Regions from separate parts of the Triticum aestivum genome. Here region 1 is linked to region 2. A link is a contact called in public Hi-C data. All regions are on one chromosome and are shown on one strand. Each heading gives the region's core, a stretch centred on a gene start, on an enhancer-like site or on the middle of the called end of the contact. The rest is flanking DNA. Distances are from core to core; before and after follow the strand shown.

Region 1 (3,064 bases), core at 304-2,803, 170 kb after region 2:
TTAAAATTCTCTCTCACCACAAAAAAAGGGACAAATCTAGCATTGCATCAGATGCATAAGAACTTTTGACGAAGAGCATTTACACTATATCTATTGTAAATTGTTTGGAGGCCATAACACAATATGGAAGGCCACAAGGCAACCTACTTATTATCCGTTCCTTGATCAGGTAGCAAGATGTACGGCCCCCCTCTTTCTTCTATGAGAGCTTAGAGTTCAGTCCAAAAGCTCCCGATATTGCCTACCTGATGAAAGATTGACAATGTCGTTTTCACCGCATTTTTTCTTCTTCTATTGTGATGGTTTTGCCAAAAAAAACTATGTACCCATGGATGCTTGTTGTTTGGATCATGGTGTCCTCCTTACAAATCATCCACCAAATAAGAGCACACTTATAATTTGTCTAGATTAGCAATGACACTGACTGTTGGTCGTCTTATATTGTTGAATACTCTCCTAGACATTGCTCATACACAAATAAACATAATCGTTGAATATTTTCCACGGTGATTCCGGGTCAAAGAATCATCCCTTGTATCAACTCCAAAATCCATTAAGTTTACACTTCATATGGAAGCATTTATCCTAAATTTATTTCGGCATTTCCGGCGATATGCGTTCAGATGTTTTCGTCGACTATGAGACGCTTACGATGACTTTATAAAATCTTAAGATGACATGTCGACTTAGTCTCTCGTAGGTGCTCATAGGGGTATGGTGTGCGTGTGTGTTTATATGGGTGTGTATGCGCGTATATATACGAGTGCTTGCGTCTGTACTGTGTTCAAAAATAAATAAATATAGGAAAATAAATTCGAATTTCTAGCCAGATTTATTAATAGTACTATAATCATTTGGTCGTTTTACTCCGCAGCCTGGGTCTTGGGGTTTTGCCTGGTTGCCCGCCCAGCGCTCACCCGCCGTACGTAGCAATCGAGGTTGGAATGGGATCCTTCGCTGTCGTGGCCCACGTCGACGTGACCAACTACCGCCCGCCCCCGGCGGTGACTGACGCGGTGCGGGCCTCAGCTGTTTCGTCCGCGGCCGATGCGGTGTCGGGCGCAGATTGAGCACTCCTCTCCCACTCGGCGCCGTGGACAATTTTAAACCCGGCGACCTGCGACCCTGCCACGAATTCGTGCGCCAAGTACTCCCGCTTTTCAACGGCCCGCGTATACAATATTTGTCGCGCGGTTGCGTAGTTGGGTGATTAGTTACGCCATGTACAATGCATAGCCTTAAGGTGATGCCTCATATGCCATGTATGATCAGATATGACGTAAAGTAGGTTTGGATAGAAAAACAGGATCCTTTTCAGAAGGCGGGTGTTTGAAGAAAAAAATGTGGTGCGATGACAAAAGTTAAAAAGGTTAGAGTAAAAAGTAGAGATGCATGTATATTAGAGTTTTTATTTTCTATTTTTTAATAAGGCCCACTCCTACTGGGAAGAAAAATAAATGTAGATGTCTCAAATTAATTTTTGGCATGGGGCATATGTATCCATATGCCATCATTGTACATGCCCTTAGAATCCGGTGCGGCGGCCATTGAGCTCTGCCGGTTCGGGTGCGGATGTGGAATCCAGCTGAATTCCGTCCTATCGTTCATGAGGCGCCGTAAGGATCCTGTGTGTGTACATTTCTTTTCACACACTTTAGCAATATTCTACTGGTATCCCGCTGCCGTAGAAAGCCATCGACAGCCGCCCGTGCATATCTGAAAGCGTCTCGTACGCTTAACTGACAAGAAACGTGATCAGGCACGCAGTGGACGACCAAGGAACGCCAAAGTGGGCTAAGAACCATGCTCCGTTAGCGGGCTGCGACGGATCGCGCTATGGACTACGGGCCGTCTAGAAGCGTTTTAGCTTCTTCTAAAAAAAAACATTTTTAGCTGGTTAGCAAACTTTTGGGTTAAGTATAGTATACCTCCGTCTCAAATTACGTGTTAGATACATCTGTATCTCCCGTAAAAAAGGAAGATACATCCGTATCTATATAAATGAAGGCTAATAATTCAGGATGAAGGGAGTATGATACAATAAAATGGCGATGAATATATCATCGACTCGTCTAAAAGCCTACACTATATTATGATCTAGCCCATAATTTCGCCTGAGATAGCTTTTTTTGAGGGCTTCATCGGAGATACTAGTGGTTAGTGGATATGGCAGGAGCTCCTATTTATCATGCGGGTCGGCAGAATTCCACCAATCAAGCACACCCCCCGCCCCCTGTGCGGGTTGGACGCTCCTATTTTTATTCTTTCATTTTCCATTTTTTCCATTTTTGTTTTCTACTTCCAGAACTGTTCACAAATACCAAATTCCAAAAAATTGTTTGGGATATCAAAACCTGTTCATGAATTAGTTTTTTCTTATGAATTTTAGAAAATCACGAATTTAAAAAATGTTCTGGATTTCATAAAATTTTCATGAACTCAAAAAGTGTTCACAACTTTTAGAAAATGTTTATGAATTAAAAAAATCATAGTCCAAAAATGTTTAGTACTTTTAACACATGTCCCTGAATCCCAAAAAATCATCATTAATTTGAAAATACGTACGGATTTCAAAACATGTTCATTGATTCCAGAAATGTTCACAAATTTTAAAATTATTCCTAAATTTCGAAAATTGTTCTCCTATTAAAAAATGTTCATGAATTGAAAAAATGTTCGCAAAATTCAAAAATTCTTCCTGAATTTCAAAAAATGTCCACAAATTTGAAAAATATTCCGAGTTTTAAAATAGAAAAATGAAAAGGAAATAATGAAAAGAGGATTGATCCTAACCCATTGCTCATTATGTTGATTCCTTCTTTATTGTTTATTAAAAAAAACTCTCTACCATTCGGTTCATTAGTTTAGGGAAAATAGAACCTGCAGAAATGCTCACTTCTTTTCTAAAAGGCTTAAAGGCAATGAATATTTTTCACTTGGAAACTAATAAGAAATGAATTCAAATCATAGTTCAATATAGACTTTTTCTCTTTTAATAAGGCTGCATCTTTCCTTCAAATACTTGTGCGCTCTACCATCTCTACTGAGCAAACCCACTACACAT
Region 2 (3,145 bases), core at 343-2,842:
ACTAGTACAATAGACAGAGAAAACGCTCGAACTTCGAAGTTCGAACCAATTTTCAGGCCGGCGCTGGCTAGCTCCTGACCGGAGCACAAGCTTCATCGAAGCCTTATTTCAGGATATATTTTTCGGTACAGTGGAGGTTCTTGGGTGTGGCGGAATTATGTACACGGGACGGCACGTCGATGGGCTCTTGAGGTTCCTCCATGGACGCAGACCTGCACGTACGCTCAGCACCGCCGCGTCGCTCTCAGATGTTTTGGCTTGCGTTCCATCATCTGGGTGTCGGTCGAGAGAGACACGAGCACAGCGACTCTGCAACCAAACTGCTCTCGAGGCAAGCACGCCCGTGGATGCGATGATGGTGATAGGTGCCCGCCGCTGTTTTGTCCTCCGTGCGGGCTTTGCCGCGGCGAGAAAGCTCCGTCACAGCTGGCCGCATTGCATCTGCAGGAGGAGCGACTCGTCGAGGTCGACGACCATGCCGTCCATGAACGAGCCCTGGTGCTCGAGCTTCACGCTGCCGTAGGGGTGGCCGCCGCCGAGCGTCCCCGGCTGCAGCGTCGACGGCACGAAGGCGTGCCGTTGCCCGCCGTACGGCGGCGAGGGCTTCGTGTCGACGGTGGTGAGCGCGGACGGCGGGGACCCCGAGGGGCTGCCGCGGTCGTCGTCGTCGGGCACGTTGACGGTGGTGATGTCGTGGATGCTGGAGCGGCGCTTGTTGTCCTTGCCGCCGGAGGTGAGCCGGATGAAGTACTTCTGCGCGTGGCTGGCCACCTGCGTCGGCGTGCGGCTCGTCACGTAGTTGCGGGAGATGTTCCTCCAGTCCCCTCGCCCGTACTTCTTCAGCCCCTTCAAGAACAGCCTGCACGCGGAGCACGAACGCGATCAGATTTCCGCCACCAAGAATCCAAGCACAAGAAGAAGATCACGAAGATGGCGGCTTACCGGTGCTCCTCCTCCGTCCACGGGACGCCCTTCTTCCGCTCCTGGTCGGCGCGCCCGCGCTTGAGGCAGTAGCCGCGCCTGAACCCGCCGGCGCCGGCGGCGCCGCCGTCCCAGTCCAGGGTGAACCCGGACGAAGGGGACGAGCTGTCGTAGTGAGGGAACGGGACCAGCCCGGCCTCGATGAACCCCACGTCGTTCTCGAGGGCCCGGTAGTGGTTCACCACGTCGGCGACCGTCTTCCGGGGCAGCATCAGCGCGACCATCTCCCACCGGTCCGGCGCGTCCAGGTCGATCGCCGCGAGCGCCTCCTCGAACACCTTGTTCTCCTCCAGCGTCCACGCGCCCCCTCCGCGACGCTCCGGCTGCACGGCCCAGCACGGCTGCCCGGCGAAGTAGGGCGCCGGCGGCGGCAGCACGTCCGCCCACGCCTCCGCCATCATGTCGGCTCTAGTTGCTGCTACCTGAGCTGGCTTAGGGACGGCGAGCAATGGAGGAAGGCAGGAAAGTGGCGAAGGGGGGAGGTGGAAGGAGGCGCGCCTATATAGGGGAGGACCGGGGGAGTATCAAATTCCGGGCGGCTACAAAAAGTGGCCGGAGTTTATTCCGCCTCCACCGTTGGAGGCCTTGAGGAGATGAGCAAAAAGAAAGTGGATGCTTGTGATTGGGCCTTGGTGGAGTTTGTGGCCTCTCAACCAAGCACAAGAGGTAAAAGAGGAGAGTGCTAGCTAATAGTAACAAGATTCAGTTTTGTTGAATATATGTCTTGCTTTTTCAGACATGTATGAATTATTTTAACCGGAGGAATTGAATTTTTGACAAATCACTAAGGGGAGAGGATACATACCCGAATGCATTACTCAAAGACGAGTAAAAGGCGAGCTTTCCAATTGTGCGCTAGAGCGTGAAGAGAGGTATTGACGCCATGGCATGAAGGCATCCTTCTTAGAGACACTTTCGTATAAAGTTCAAAGAGTGAAGTCGCTAGCTAAATTTCTAACATTGGTCCTTGCAAAGTGGAGTTCGTTGCCAAAGACAAGCATGTTTCTGGAATCCCAAATCTTCCATAACAAGGAAAGAGCAATCGATGGCGAAATATCGTCATGGAGATCCGACAGCGTGGGGACAACCCAAATGAGCTCGATGGAGGGTGGCACCGGGTGAAGTAGGCCATCCCACATCTGGATGGCTACTGGGTACTGAACATGTGAAGGTCGTCATCAACTGGAGCCTCGCATCTAGGGCAGCAGTGGCCGTTGGGGTGAATTTTTTTTTTTTGCAAAAGGGGTGATGGTTTTCTTGAAGAGGTTGCTCTTGGAATTGAGTCGATCCTTGAAGAGACGAAATCGAAGGAATTGATCATGTTCCATAACTAGGATATGTAGGTGTACAATTTTTTGTTACACATGTAAGAAGTTATTCAGATTGTTTTTGAAACATGTTTTTATGAGACATTGTACAAAGTACAACATTATTGTGGCAGATATAATGCAAAGTAAAAAAAACTTGCACCACATAGCATATGTGCCTCCCTTTTGATAGCCGTAGGCATCGAAACCTAAGCCGCCATCTCCCACCTCTCCATCCTCCCTTCCCCTTGCCATTGCTTGGTACTAGTGGTTGGCCTAAGCCCCGACACTGGTCAATGAAGGCTGCGGTAGGGAGGTCTTTCGTCTGGTAGCCCTCAATGATGAGATGCAACCTATGAGCGATGGCTTGAGGCATAGAGCATGGTTGTGCAGCAGCAATGGTGGATTTTGTGTATGGGTAGGCGGTCTCTGGTGACGACGTCGGTGGCCACAATCCTATCACTAGGTACGCGTGCGGCAGCATCTGCCTGTTGTCTTACTTGGGCGCGGAGGTGACGACACGCTCCTGCTCTGCTAGGCGATTGCAGTGCCGGTACGGGGGATCTTGGATCTTCATAATCAGCGGCAACGATGATTATGTTTTGTCGCCACAGACAGAATGATGGAGCATGAGGACGGTGTGGGGTTGCCGAAGCATCCCGAATTGGGATTTTGGCAGTGCCAGTGACCTTTCTACCTCATCAATCTCCGTCACATGTGCGATGACAACCTTTGCTATTCGAGCCTTTGGTGTTGACTATATCTTGTTGTGGCTCGACTACTTGTGCGAGCATGGTCATTGTGTGGCAGTTCATGTCAATACCATATTGCACATGTAGGTGTCGGGATCGGGAATT

The links. Hi-C and Micro-C count contacts between places; a contact is called where the count stands out from the background.
Region 1: a contact with region 2 is called in a Hi-C map of leaf, with 3 times the contacts expected there. The contact joins the enhancer-like site here to the promoter of LOC123062628 in region 2. A contact is called at or near these places in 3 of 5 Hi-C or Micro-C datasets (leaf and an unstated tissue).

Annotation. Positions count from the first base shown.
Region 1 is chr3A:616,983,853-616,986,916 of IWGSC CS RefSeq v2.1, forward strand. No RefSeq gene overlaps it. Among protein-coding and RNA genes, the nearest start is that of LOC123062629, 42 kb to the right of the region's middle. Within about 2 kb of position 1,554, at least 1 of the 8 cell types and tissues checked has an H3K27ac peak or open chromatin away from gene starts, as enhancers often do.
Region 2 is chr3A:616,814,743-616,817,887 of IWGSC CS RefSeq v2.1, forward strand. It overlaps LOC123062628 (transcription factor DIVARICATA), which reads right to left and starts at 1,593. Exons shown (of 2, transcript XM_044486230.1): 1 at 943-1,593; 2 at 1-859. The coding sequence starts at 1,382. The coding sequence ends at 421.